Regions from separate parts of the Mus musculus genome. Here region 1 is linked to region 2. Evidence: chromatin contacts called from public HiChIP or PLAC-seq data. All regions are on one chromosome and are shown on one strand. The core of a region is the stretch at or near the end of the contact, and the rest is flanking DNA. Distances in the headings are between cores, read along the strand shown. Region 1 has its middle 58 kb from the start of Gm29418. Region 2 holds the start of Six2 (sine oculis-related homeobox 2).

Evidence for each region. HiChIP or PLAC-seq counts read pairs in DNA pulled down with a chosen protein or histone mark.
Region 1: a contact with region 2 is called in an H3K4me3 HiChIP or PLAC-seq map of craniofacial prominence, with 5 times the contacts expected there. The contact joins the enhancer-like site here to the promoter of Six2 in region 2. A contact is called at or near these places in 2 of 39 promoter capture datasets (hippocampal neurons and second pharyngeal arch cranial neural crest), 5 of 484 Hi-C or Micro-C datasets (the CH12 cell line, granulosa cells, muscle stem cells and 2 more), 9 of 115 datasets of contacts at active chromatin or transcription factors (astrocytes, craniofacial prominence, embryonic forebrain and 6 more) and 1 of 9 other capture datasets (embryonic stem cells).

The regions. Positions count from the first base shown.
Region 1 is chr17:85,854,886-85,861,489 of GRCm38.p6, forward strand. No RefSeq gene overlaps it. Among named protein-coding and RNA genes, the nearest start is that of Gm29418, 58 kb to the left of the region's middle. Within about 2 kb of position 3,391, at least 21 of the 459 cell types and tissues checked have an H3K27ac peak or open chromatin away from gene starts, as enhancers often do. A contact at or near this core is called in craniofacial prominence, hippocampal neurons, muscle stem cells and 2 more, where this site is marked.
Region 2 is chr17:85,686,798-85,693,860 of GRCm38.p6, forward strand. Six2 (sine oculis-related homeobox 2) reads right to left here and starts at 1,457. Exons shown (of 2, transcript NM_011380.2): 1 at 596-1,457. The coding sequence starts at 1,155. It overlaps CJ186046Rik (a long non-coding RNA gene), which reads left to right and starts at 1,697. Exons shown (of 9, transcript XR_001782258.2): 1 at 1,697-5,921; 2 at 6,172-6,271.

The DNA.
Region 1 (6,604 bases), core at 2,141-4,640, 170 kb after region 2:
TGGTCCCGTGCCTAATGGAGTTCTTAAGCCTCAGTACCAGGGGTAGGACGCATACACAAGAGCATCTCAGTGCTACGTGCTGATGTGCATAGAAATGTAACTCGGAGGCTGAGAGCACTTCCTGCTCTTGCAGAGGACCTGAGTGCAGATCCCAGAATCCAGGCCAGGTGACTCAACCCCAACTCTAGGGATTCTCATGCCCTCTTCTGGTCTCCATGGATCACACACACACACACACACACACACACACACACACACACACCCCACACACACTTTCCATGTGCTCACATGGATGCATACACGTCAATGAAAATAAGTAAATATGGTTTTTTAGACTTTTCTGACTGAAAGTTACTCTGATTTTGGCCATCAACCAAAATTTTATGGTGGGTTTTGGATTGACTAAGTTAGATAAAAGGTAAGCAAAATTCACTCCCCCCCCATGAACTTAATTTATAACTCCAATAATGTGTGTTTAAGTACACACATATACACAGAAACGCATATACAAAAACATGTAAGTACACAGAGAGAGACACATGTATACACACACACACACACACACACACATACACACACACACACACAAACACACACTAGCCACTGGCTTGGTGTGATCCCCAGGACCCATGTGAGTGAGAGGAGAGAACCAGCCCCTATAAGGCACCCTCCAGCTACACACACACACACCACACACACACACACACATCCTGCCACACAGACACATATCCTGCCACACAGACACACAAAATAGACAAACAAATGGGAAATTTTTTTAAATCTTTGTCTTTTCAAGGTACAGTAACAATATTTTGATTTTTTAACTTTTCCAGAGCACATTAGGTAAAATAAGGTACTTCTGTATGAGAACAAAATGATCAGACATAGTTAAGTTTCAGGCAAGTCTGTTTCTTGGAACTTTCGAATACAAATGTGTGCAATGACCACAAACAATTTTCTCTTAGTCAGCCAGCCAATTTTGATCTAACTGAATCTGCTCTAGGTCATCAGCAAGGATGTTTGAAGTGATTTGTTGTGCAGCGGGGAAGGGTTGATGCAGAAGGAATTGAAGAAGGTAGAGTTGAGGGTCACTGCTATACCTTCCTTCATGCCTTCCTTGTAGCTCACGAGCACAGTTTCTCGGTCTGTGTATTACTTAGGGGACAATAGAACAGAGGCATGACACCATCTCAGGTGGATTCGAGGTTCCTGGAATACAGTCAGCTTGGCAAACTGGCAAAAGAAATCCCTCCTGTGTAAAGGCAAGTATATCTCTAGTGCCATTGTATTTTAATTATTTATTTAAATTTCTATTATTATAGAATTTTGACCAGTTGCAAAAATTGTCTGATTTAATACTTGAGAAAATGTTTAACACAGAGAACTTTGCATCATAACATATTTGTCATGTTAATTTTATGAAATACACATATTTTTATTACAAAGACTATAAAAATCATCAACAGGTTGCCATGAAACTGTGTGTGGGCGTGGCTATGTAGATTAGGGAGGGTGGGAGTGGGTATGCAAATTAGGGAGGAAGGGACCTACTGTGAGCTGAGGATGAAAGGACTTGGCCCTGGGTTTAAAGAGGTAACTGTGGATTAATACTCAGTCACTGTGCTGCCCATAGCCCATTGGCCACATTCAAAAAGAAATACTACAGTTTTAATTCATAACTGAATTTTCCATAAATCAGAAATTCTACTGCTTGCAATTACTATTTGCGTTTGTGATAAACAAACAAACAAACAAAAATCCCCCAAACCAAAACCACGCAAGAGTCTGTGCATCTGAGTGTGCTTAGCTTAGCCCTCCCCTCACAAGATCTAAATAACTTTAAAATAACTTTAAAAGTCCCACAGCCTTTACATATTCTTAAAATTTCAATCTCTTTAAAATATCCATCTCTTTTAAAATCCAAAGTCTTTTTACAATTAAAAGTCTCTTAACTGTGGGCTCCACTAAAACAGTTTCTTCCTTCAAGAGGGAAAATATCAGGGCACAGTCACAATCAAAAGCAAAAGTCAATCTCCAACCGTCCAATGTCTGGGATCCAACTCACGATCTTCTGGGCTCCTCCAAGGGCTTGGGTAACTTCTCCAGCCAGGCCCTTTGTAGCACACGCATCGTCCTCTAGGCTCCAGATGCCTGTACCCCAGGCATCTGGAGCTAATTGGCCTCAGTGGGTTAAAGGAATAAATATAAGAGAGTCCAGAGTCGGAAGGGGGATGGGAAGGGGTTCCTGGGGGAAGGGGGAGGGGGGAGAAGGGAGGGAATAGTTATAATGGAGGTGTGCCTTTTGTTGTTTTGTTCTGTTCTGTTGTTTATTTTCTGGAGAGAGAGAGAGAGAGAGAGAGAGAGAGAGAGAGAGAGAGAATGAATGGAGTCCAGTGGTTGGAGAGGTGGAGAGGATTGGGGGGGATGTAATCTGAATATACTATAAGAATTTTCAATAAAAAGATACATTGTACATATGTGTGGAATTTTCAAAGAATAAACAAAAGTTCGAAAGAAAAGAAAAGAAAACATTGCTCATTAAATTTAACTTTTTACTTCATCCCAAGACTAAAGAAATCCTCTTAGGGGAGAGCTGGTTCACTTTAAGACACAGTAGCTCAATCTATCCAGTGTCTTCAGGCTCGAATCCCCCCTTCCATCTAATTTAACCTTCCTGCTGAGAGCCATAGGCTCAAATTCTCAGATTCTCTTCTGATACTGGGTTTGCCTTGTTGCGCACATGCTCACAACATAACACTGTAAATATAAAACCGGGTCTCTCATTGATTAATGTGCCCAACAACAGTTTCTCGTGGGTAGCATTTTTCTTCTGGGTACTATAAAAAATAATTAGGAGCTAACATTTCATTCAATAGCAGTTTCAATCATTCATTAGGCTTATTAAGTAGACACCAAAACCTTAAAAAAAAATAAAATGAATTAAGCTTCACAGTATAAGAGAAGGGCTCCGACAGCAGAGAAAGATGTCCTGGAAGCTCTCTCTGTGGGCGCAAACAAGTGTAGCTGCCACTAATTCTTCTTTTCCTTGCCTGGAAGCCTTGCACGTTCTAGACAACCACCGACTTCTCTGTCAGGGTTCAAAAAGTGAATGAAAAAATAAAACTAACCTGACACCATTTTTTGCCCATGATGTCATTTTCTGTCTCCCAAAGCCCGTGGGACTGATTTTGATGTCAGGGTGCGTAACTCCGCAGTGACAGCCCCAAACGTATTTGAAGAGGAAAATAACCTTTCAGCTCCACCGCGCTCGTTTTCCCTCCGTGAAGACAAATATAGCTTGGGCTGAAATCACTTAGTGTCAATCAAGGTAACCAGATCAGCTCAGCGTTAATAATGAATTTGATCACGTGCCCCCGCGGAGCGCAACGTGTGAGCTGGCCGAGCGCTGCTTCCATGTGACACCCACGGTTCCTCCAGCCCAGCTGGGAAGCAACAGGGTAATTTAATCTGCCACCCACTCTAATTGCTAAACTGAGAGAATTATCAGGGTTGCCAGAAAGGGGCCTTCAGAGCACAGGGTCCAGGCGTGGTTGCTAGCCCACAAACTGCAAACTGGGTCATTGTAAGGGATCTTTTAGGGTCTAAAGCTTGTATAAATTGAAATTTCTCTTTAAGGTAAAACAAAAAACAAAACCAACAACAAAACAAACAAACAAACAAACAAAAAACAAACAACCAAACAACCAAACAAACACACAAAAAACCCAGCAGAACAGAACATGAGAAGCAGGACCTCGAAGTGGCTCCATGCAAGCAGACACCTGCAAGCTCAAGTTCCTGGGCATCAGGTGAAGCCACCTCTGGTTGTCATGGAAACCAAGAGATTATTAGATTCCTGTCTGTGCCCTGGATTGTGGATTGTCTGATTCCATGGCGGTATATGCTCTCTGCTCTTGTGGAACTGCTTGGACTTTACTACAATTTCTGAGGTCAGGATGAATTATTATATCATATCATATCATATCATATCATATCATATCATATCATATCATATCATATCATATCTTATCATATGGCAAGCTACTGCCAATTGCTTCACCCATCTGATTTCAGACTGGCCCCAATCTCCAGCTAGTATGCTCCCGTTAGCCCTCTAGATTACCAACTTTTAAAAGTTAAGGGTACATTTCAAATTCCTTTATATCCTCCTACAACCCTCAGCAAACCTCTGAAGAGAACAACCATGGGCCCTACCACCCAAAGCCAAGTGAGCAGAACAACAGTTAGCGGAGGCCAGCCAAGCACTTAGCCTTTAGGCAACTCAAATCCTGCCTGTCCAATTTGGGATTTTTAAGCCAACTAAAATCACTCTCAGCACAAATGAGAAAAGTCAAACCGAATGTATTTCCTGGGATGTCATATTGGTTCAACATTTCAAAACAGGGCTCAATTAACAAACCAAAGAGAGAGAGAGAGAGAGAGAGAGAGAGAGAGAGAGAGAGAGAGAGAGAGAGAGAGAGAATCTATGATCATCTCAACAGAGGCAGGAAAACCATTTAATGAAACATAACACACACAGCAAACCAACTCCTACAAGCTGGGAAGACTTTTTCCCCCCTCGAGACGGAATGTCAGCTAGGACCTCAGAGATGAAATACTGCAATTACTGCCCCTGGCATCCACAGTGAGAAGGAACACCCATTACGATGAAGTCATACTGATCTGGATGGAAGTCCTAGACAAGTCAAAGCGAAGGAAAAGAAGTAAAATATAGAGATGTGACTCTAGACTGCTAGGATTGGCATACAATAAAGTTATGTTCCTAGAAAGTTTGGGAGACCCATCCGGAATAGAGCACGGACAGGGAGCAGAGTTGGTTCAGTTAGATGCTCAGATGCCATACTAACATCTTAACATTCCAGCTTACTTCTGTTCTACAATAATTGGTGCAAAACCTCACCAAAAAAAGGCCTACTGTGAAAAGGCCACAGCTGCAAAAACACTTGGAGGTACTCAGGATCCAACTGAAGAAAAATGATAAAAAGTTTTATCAAAAGATATTCAGGAAAACCCAAAATAGTGAAGGAAGTGTTTGTGTGCCCGATTTAAAAGATGCTCACTGCCCTTAATCACTCAAGATCAGCTCAGAGCAGGACTTCTCAAAGGATGTATAAAGAGGGTCTAGCATTCCTCTAGATAGGGAATGGCAGACTGTGTAAGCACGTTTGCCAGGGAGGAGCACTAACAGAGAACATGCTGTTCCCAGCTTCCGAAACAGCCCCGGAGAAGCTGGCTCAAGGCTGGGTGAGAAGAAGACACAGAACACACACTGTATGACCTTAAATGACATGGGATGGCACAAGGCATGGAAGCATAGCTCTTCGGTTTTCCCTAACTCCACCGTGAGAACCGAGCTTGAGTGGCAGCCATGGTGAGCGGTCAGGGGAAACCTCCAGGAGATAGAAAGTTCTCAGCGGTGTTTTCCAGCATAGACGTCCCCAGGCACTACACTGCCAAATTTCAGGATGGCTTTACAAGCCACATTACCCAGACCTCTATCAAGTTCAATTTCTGCTGTGTTTCTATCATGCCCAATGCTGCACTAAACACAAAGAAAATGATGAGAAGCAGACACAACACGCTTGGCACTAAATCCACACAAACAGGCCATGTGGGATGCCTGGCTATCATCATCAATCATCCTTACGCCCGTCTTGTGCCGGACCACTTGAGAACAGCAAGAGAGCATGCTCTCTCCTTTTGAGTTCTCTTTTCAAAATGTCAGACATTTGTATTCATCCACTCAGAGGAGTGGAGCGGGACAAACCCAGCCATTGTCTGCCACCCTATCAAAACAAGGACACAACATGGAACCAAATATCACTCCTAAGGAGGCTACCCAGCCTCGTGATGCCCAGCTTGTGTGAGTAGATGGGACCAGATCAACAGCAAACCCTCAGCCAGTCTCAGCCTGTGACTGTGGGGCAGACACTGTGATGTGCACAGTAGATTGCTAAACAACAACAAAACCAAAACCAAAACCAAAACCAAAACCAAAACCAAAACCAAAACCAAAACCAAAACCAAAACCAAAACCAAAACCAAACCAAAAAACAAAACATCTTAAACTTCTCATTTCAACCTAACACACGGGAGTCTTAGGAACGAAAGGGAAGAGGAGGGAGAGGGCCCTTGGAGAACTCTTTTTCTGATCAAATAGGACCGTTGCTGCTGCTGCAGAGGCTGCAGAGAAACTCTGCTTTTGCAAAGGCCAGTGCCATTCACAGCCTGAGGAGGGCCTGTAAGACGATTTTCTTGTTAAAACTTTCCTTTCTAACTACAAGGTTAAAACTACAGCAAAGTTGGGTGAGAGAGGTTTTCAACAAAAGTGTCTTTTAAACAGAGGCAGGTGGGGAGATTTGCAGGCGGGACTCCCCCCCCCTGAACTCCAATGTCCTTTAATTACAGTAACAGTATGGCAATCTGCAACACCTTTCATGTGAAGTGATCAAAAGCCATTTTTGCCACACTCCCGCTTTTATTTATATGAAGAAAATCTCTTCAGATTTCAGTGAAGAGGTGAGATTTATTACATATTTGCATCAAAGCTACCAACCCATATACCTGACAGCAAGTCATATTT
Region 2 (7,063 bases), core at 207-2,706:
GCAGGCTGGATTGCCTTCTCTTCCTCAGCAGACATTTCCCCCGGAGGCCTTACATCTTTGGGTCCTTTCTACGCGGGATAACTCCCAACTCTCTTGTGCCCAGCTCTTATGCCCAGACAAGGAATAGGTCTACCTTGCATAGATATTGCAGTCATTACCCAGATAATACTAGGGAGATTCCAACCCCTGCCCTGACCCCTAAAAATCTCTTTGACCTGGAGGTGACGTCCTAAACCCCCTGATCCCCGACGCCCTTGGTTGTTCGAAGATCAGGCCCTAAGCCTACGCTTACCTCGCAGGGAATTCAGGCCCACAGCCCTGCCCTCTCTGAAACTCGCCGTTTTTCCAGTTTAGTCCACAAGCGACTGAGGAATTAGTTACTGAACTTACGCACCGCTTTGCCCGCTTTAGACAAATTCCGGGTCGCTCAGCCTCCAGAAAAGACCTAAGCGCTGTTTTGAGCCAGCCTGAGCTGCGGCCGAGCTTGGTACCCGGGGTCCGGGTGCGATTTAGTCCTGTCCAGGAGCTCCCCATCCTCCCGCACCCGTTTCTCCCAGGACCAGGGAAGCCGGCGCAGATGCTCACTTACTCGTACCTTTCCTTGGCCTCGGCCGCCCTGTCGCGCTGCCGCCGGTTCTTGAACCAGTTGCTGACTTGCGTGGTGGTGAGGCCGGTGGCCTCGGCCAGCTCGCGCTTCTCTCGTGGCGACGGGTAGGGGTTGTGAGCGTACCACTCGCGCAGCACGCTGCGGCTCTTCTCCTTGAAGCAGTAGCTGGTCTCCTCGCCGTCCCAGATGGAGCGGGGCAGCGGGAACTTGCGCCGCACGCGGTACTTGCCCACGGCGCCCAGCGGCCGGCCGCGCAGCTTCTCCGCCTCGATGTAGTGCGCCTTGAGCCACAACTGCTGCAGCTTGGCGTGGTTGTGCGGCGAGAACTGGTGGCTCTCCAGGATTTTGTAGAGCTCGCGGAAGTTGCCCCGGTGGAAGGCCACCACGGCCTTGGCCTTGAGCACGCTTTCATTCTTGTGGAGGTGCTCGCAGGCGGGCAGCGACCACAGGAAGCGACCCAGCCGCTCGATGTTGCCGCCCTGCTGCAGCACCTCGCACACGCACGCCACTTGCTCCTGCGTGAAGCCGAAGGTGGGCAGCATGGACATGGTGGCGGCTGCGCGCCCGCCCGCCCGCGCGCGCCCTCACCGCGCTTCGCGGCCCCGCATGGGCGCCTCCCCGCCGGCCCCGGCCGGCCGACAGGCGGGCGGGGCCCCCTGGCCAGGCGCCGGCTCCCGAGCGACTCCTGAGTCACAACGATCCGTCCTCGCTCCCGCCGCCGGCCCCGCGCAGCTCCGCGCCCCCGCCGCCCGCGCGCCTCGCCCGCGCCCAAGCCCGGAGGCCGCCCGGGGCGCCGCTCCGCATGCTCCGCGCCCGCCCGCCGCTCGCTCGCCGGCTCCTCGCTCGTTCGCTCTCCCTCCCGTCTAGCTCGCTTGCAGCTTTTTTAATAATATTATTCTAAGCGGGCATGAGGCGCGGCGGCCCGCGCCCTGATTGGTCGGGTTATCTGACCCGGGGCCTGCCCGCGCCAGACAATAGTCGAGTCAAATTATTCGCCATGGAGACGCTGTCAGTCACCGGTAACCCGAGCCCCGGCGGCCCGGGCGGCTCCCACCCCCGCCCCCCTCGGCCAGCTCCGCTGACAGATCGCCCCGGCTCTGCACAGAGCGGAGGTTGGCCGAGACGGGAGCCCCAGGCACTCCCAGAGCCCGGGAGGCGGAGAGGAGCCGGGCTGGGGCCCCGAGACGGCGGTGATTGACGGGGCGGACGCCCAAAGAGCAGAGGAGGAGGAGGACCCCGAAGGAGGGGGCTGGGTGGGGGCCCTCGAAGAAAAGAGGAGGACCGAAGTGGGGAAGGAAGGGAGTAGAAGGGAAGGCGGAGGACCGTTTAAGGGGGTGCCTTTCAGGAAAGGAAAAGAGGGGGACAGAAGGAGCCTTCAAGAGAAAAAGTGTGAGACACCCCTCCCTTTTTTTTTAAATAAGAGGCGTCGCAACAGCCTCACCCAGGCTTCGCCAGGTGCTCCAGCTCCGGCTGGGTCACTGCGTCGCTCGGAAGGTCGCAGCTGACAGGCAGAGACACTAACCCAGGAGGAGGTCAGTGGGATGGAGAGTTTGGATTCTCTTAGGGGGCCTCTGAAAGGCTTGGCTTTTCTAGCTGACAACACCCCACCCCCATGCAAGAAACCCGGGACCCGAGATGTCTATCCCCTAGGGAAAGGGGGAGGAGGTGGGGAGAGAAGTCAGAGATTTGGCAGTGGCCGCAGCTGGACGCCTGAGAATCAACTTCCCGGAGGATCCCGCCTTTCCTTCCTTTCGCAGCAGGCTGCTTGCCCCGCGGCCGGTACCGCCCCCACTCGGCGCGATCTGCTCCTCGCCAGGCGGGGACTCAGACTTAACCCCACGGGGCCCAGGACCCGAGAAACTCCCGGCAGTCTCGTGTGGCCTTTACGGAAGTTGAATCTTGCAAGGGCGGCGACACAAAACAGGGGAGCCCGCATAGACCCGCAGACTGCCCCGGGGAGCCCAGGGCAGCGTGTGTAGGGTAATTGTCGCACTTCCCGGGGTGGGGGTGAGGTGCACAGAAGAGACTGGATTTACCAGCTTCCTGTCTCCCTACTTCTGGGCTCGGGTTCCTGGTCTCTTCTGCCTGAGAACCCAGCGCTAAGTTCCGGCAAGATTGGCCTTAGAAAGTGGGTAGGAGGAGCCCTGCTTTTTGTTTCTTTGTCAGAACTCCCCCAGAACATACGAAGTGCTGGTCCTTTGGAAAAATCCAAGCAATAGAAGGTTAGGGGTGCACTGGAGGGGTGGGGTCAGGGACATCCCTGAAGTTTCCAGAGTTTGAAAGGCCCACGGCTTATTTCTTGGCAAGGCTTGTCCTTTGGGCATCCATTCCGCCCTTTCCCACCCAGCTGCAAGCTCCTAGTGACATTCAATGCCAAGATCCAAGGAGGCACAGACCATGCTAAAACCTCTAGACCTCGTTTTGTTAACAACCCTGTCAGCTTTCTAAGGCGATGGAGAGGCAGATATTGAAAATGGAGTCCCGAGCCTAAGCGTTGGTTTCTGGTTGCTGGTTGTTTATGGGTAAGGTACATATTTATTTATTTAAGGATCCAGCATCATTTCCCAAACTTCCCCTCTGCTCCAGAATGCCACAAGTCTTTCTGTGATGATGTAAGCATGGGAGAGATGAGCACTGTGGCTTTCCCTAAGACTTTAGCTCTGGGAGCCCTGTCCTTTATCTTGAGTTGAAAACAGAAGACTGCCTAAGTTGGTGCTAAGCCAGCACCTGAACAAGTTACTGCAGAAATCCAGATGTCATCTTTGTGGACTTCCTCTGTGGGTAGGGCAGACTCTAGTGTGTTCAGGCTGCCCTGTTTGACATGGATGCCCTTTAGTGAGCTCTGAGGATTCCAGGGGACCTGGGAAATATATTACCCAGACTGCCCGGAGGTTCTAGAGCACAGCTTGCTGCTAAGAGTGACCAGAGTTTAAAGGATTCAGCCGACCAGAAGATCCCAGCTCTGGTCACAGCCACCACAGTTTGTTTGTTTTGTTTTTGTTTGATAAAAGAAGGCCAGAGAAGGAAAGACATCCATTGGTTGGGTGCTAGACCAGTTAGTCACTTCCTGGTGTAAGACTCTGGGCCCATTTCCCGGTTAGCTGGGGCCTCAGTGCTCTCCCCAGCCCCTCTCAGTGCTGGCCTGCAGTAGGTTTGAGAGTATTAACATCACAAAGATGATCTCTCATGTCATCAAACCTGCCCCTCCATGAGCCTTTGAGGCTTTAAGTTGATGGACTGGGTCCTGCCAATGCTGACAGTAGGCAGATTTTCTGAATCCCAGAGCTCCACAATTCTGGACATCCCCGTGCTGCCTCCCTTGTGGTCCCCAGGCCACCAATCCTGCCTAGGGCCTCCAGGCAGCACTCAGCAGCAGGCAGAGCAGAGCAGAGCAGAGCAGAGCAGAGCAGAGCAGAGCAGAGCAGAGCAGAGCAGAGCAGAGCAGAGCAGAGGAGGGACCTGCCACCCAGGGTGCCCGATGAAAAGTCATTACCCAGCAAGCATAGACAAACTGTAGCCCCGTTACCCAAAGCGGGAGTGTGATATGATACTACCTATCCCTTCCTTCCTCTGTCACAAACCAGTTCTAGCAGGTTTGGGCCAGAACCTCTTGGCAGCAGGGGGCCGGCTGGATGCCTGCCCTAAAAAGGTTAGAATCTCAGCTAGGGTCCCTTCACACACAGCAGTCTCTGGCCCCTCCTTCCCAGAATTTGCACCAGGACAGAGCATAGGCTGTCTGGGTAGGGATTTGATAGACAGCAGCGTGACACTCAGACAAGCTCTGCACTCCGTTCCAGCGCATTGAGCAGCTGCTTAAGAGGCCTGGAGTGCCAAGTGCTTTGGGTCTCTACTTGACCCCAGCTTTCAGCCTTGTGCATTTCCCTCCACCTAGCCTTACACCCCCACAACCACTTGCATTAGAAGTCCAGTATAGGCAGAGTACTTTATGGCCAGGATGGCGGAAACTTTTGCAAACGTTTGGGAATTTGCGTTTTTATTGAAATGTCTCCTTGCGCTCCGAGCTGCTCTACAAAGTTCCCTAGGAGCATCGGACTTTCTGGAAGGAAGTATTGGGTGCTCCCCATGAGCCCACACCCGCAGGATTTCTTTGCCCTAGTATTTTGGGCAGGAATGGTCTAAGGGCTTTGTGCCTGGAGATTAGCAGGAACTGGTAGGATGGATCCTAAAGGCCACCACGGACTGCACCCATTGACCGGAGGACATCTGGCACACCGCAATTCTGTGAGGTCCATAGGTGACCCAAGGAATTTCTCGGCTTGGGTTGGGGCCATTCGAAGTGAATCGGAAAAAAAAAAAGGACTTGCTGCCTATATCCAAGGCCAGTGGACCAACAGACCTTCGCTCTGGACAAACCTTGTGACTCAATAAAGAAAAAAGGGGAGTGGGTTCTACGTGCGAAACCAGAGAAGCAGAGCCTGTGCCCTGTGCTTAACCAGTCTTTGCCCAACCTATAAAGACTACAGAAATCTCCCGCACTGACTCCGGCTCTGCCGCTCGCTGCTTGATCTATGATGCTCTGCACCCGACGCTTAGAGATGGGACGTCCGGGCTTCTGCAGGTCAGAGTGCTGCGTTGGACATTGACTTTTGTTCTTTCTCCGCCACCAACTCTTCCCAGTCTTCTTGGGCCTGAGCAGTGCGTTTCGTTGAATGCGGGCCAGCCGTAGAAACTGGCTTGCTCTGCGTCCCTCTGCGCCTCACCACCTGCCTACCTAAGGCAGCCGCCAGGTCTGCGGTGTTGCTGCAAGTGCTCCGAGCATTTGCAAAATCTGACACCCCGCGTTTTTCTGTGTTGCTCAACGTGCGAGACCGCATCATGCGCTGGTTTACAGCTTGTTCCAGTTCTCAGAGCGGTTCCCAGAACACCCCGAGCCCGGGCAAGTTTGCAGGGCCCTGGACTCCGTGAAAAGTCACTCTGGAAAGGGCTTAAATCGTGTTGTCGCCTGTGACGCACGTGGCTGTGACTGTAACAGGCTCTATGGATCAGAGCAGCAGGGATCCCAGGGCGTCCTCTCTGATCTGCGAGCCTTTAGCCTGTGGCCCACGAGGCAGTCTGGAGGACTGACTTTAGAAAACGGTTTGGGGGAAGCGGCCACACCCGGGATCTTGTGCAAACGAAAAGAGAGAGCTCCAGGCTCGAAGAGCGTTTGGAGGCACTCAAAGCAGCTGATCCGCCTGGGAGGTGCCAGCAGTAGGCGACGTTTCAGGTGACTACCAAGGCCTGGCTACCTTCCTGCGACGACGGGCCCGGTGACCTCCTGCGGTCGCCGCTCAGGCCTGGTGAGCGTTCGGAGGTATCTGCAACCTGTGAGGGGCCTCTTTGGATGGAGGTGGGGGACGAGGGTGCAGGGGCCCGGCATCCGGCGAGAGGCTGGTTCATGGAATTTGCAGGAAACTGCTGAAATCGAACCCCCGGGTGGTTTTTCCGCGGGACAGTAGAGTGACTGTGCGTTCCTGGGTAGTCTGTTGTGGACACTTTAGGCGTGTCAAGTCCCCAAGTTCAGGTCTAAGGGTGGATCTACTCAGTTTCCCCTACGCTTCTAGAGGAGGAAGAAGTGCCTTGTGCCCTGACGGATCTCAAGCTCCTCTCACGCTGACCTCATAATATTGCCCCGTCTAACTGCTGGCAGAGAAACAATACATGGTATGTGTCAGTGAGGAGCGCGCGCGCGCGCGCGCGCACACACACACACACACACACACACACACACACACACACACCACGTTACTGGGTACGTGTGGTCACAAGATCACACGAGTTTGTTTGTTTGTTTGTTTGTTTCGTTTCCCCCTTCTCTGTTTCCCCGTGAAGGGTCTGGGCTCCCAGGACTTGCTTAAATGGATGCCTGAATGACCCCAGGGATTTGACTGACAGAGACAACTGGAAAGCCATTAGGCCAGTCGATGGCTTCCTCCTCCTACCTTCTGCTCTACAATCCTAGCATATTCTTTAAAACTCCCATTTTGTTTGTAGGGAAAAGTTCCAATGAGCTGGGTGTTCTCCTCCAACGTGCAGAGCTGGAGTGTCATGGCCTAGGAAGCCACAGACTGAAAATACAGGGCTCATTGCCTACAACATCAGGACATTCTCTCCAGTCACAGGAAAGTTTTCTGAGTGACTTTAATAGGTGTGTGTGTGTGTGTGTGTGTGTGTGTGTGTGTGTGTGTGTGTGAGCGCGTGCTCAGTCTTTAGTTGTACTTTCTCAATTTTCAAAAATTCTCTATAGACAGAAGGTAGATTAAATTTCCTGGAAGAAGCGAGCCCTCCTCCTCCTTCTCCTGTTCTTCTTTCCATTGCCTGTGAGAAACTCTATGGGGCTAGGGATTCCTTGCTTGACATTCCTTTCTTACATGGTATCTATTTTTTTATTACCTGCAATCATAATGCCTTGGCCCCACTCATCAGTGACAACCCCTCCCCCAAGGTAGTGACCTA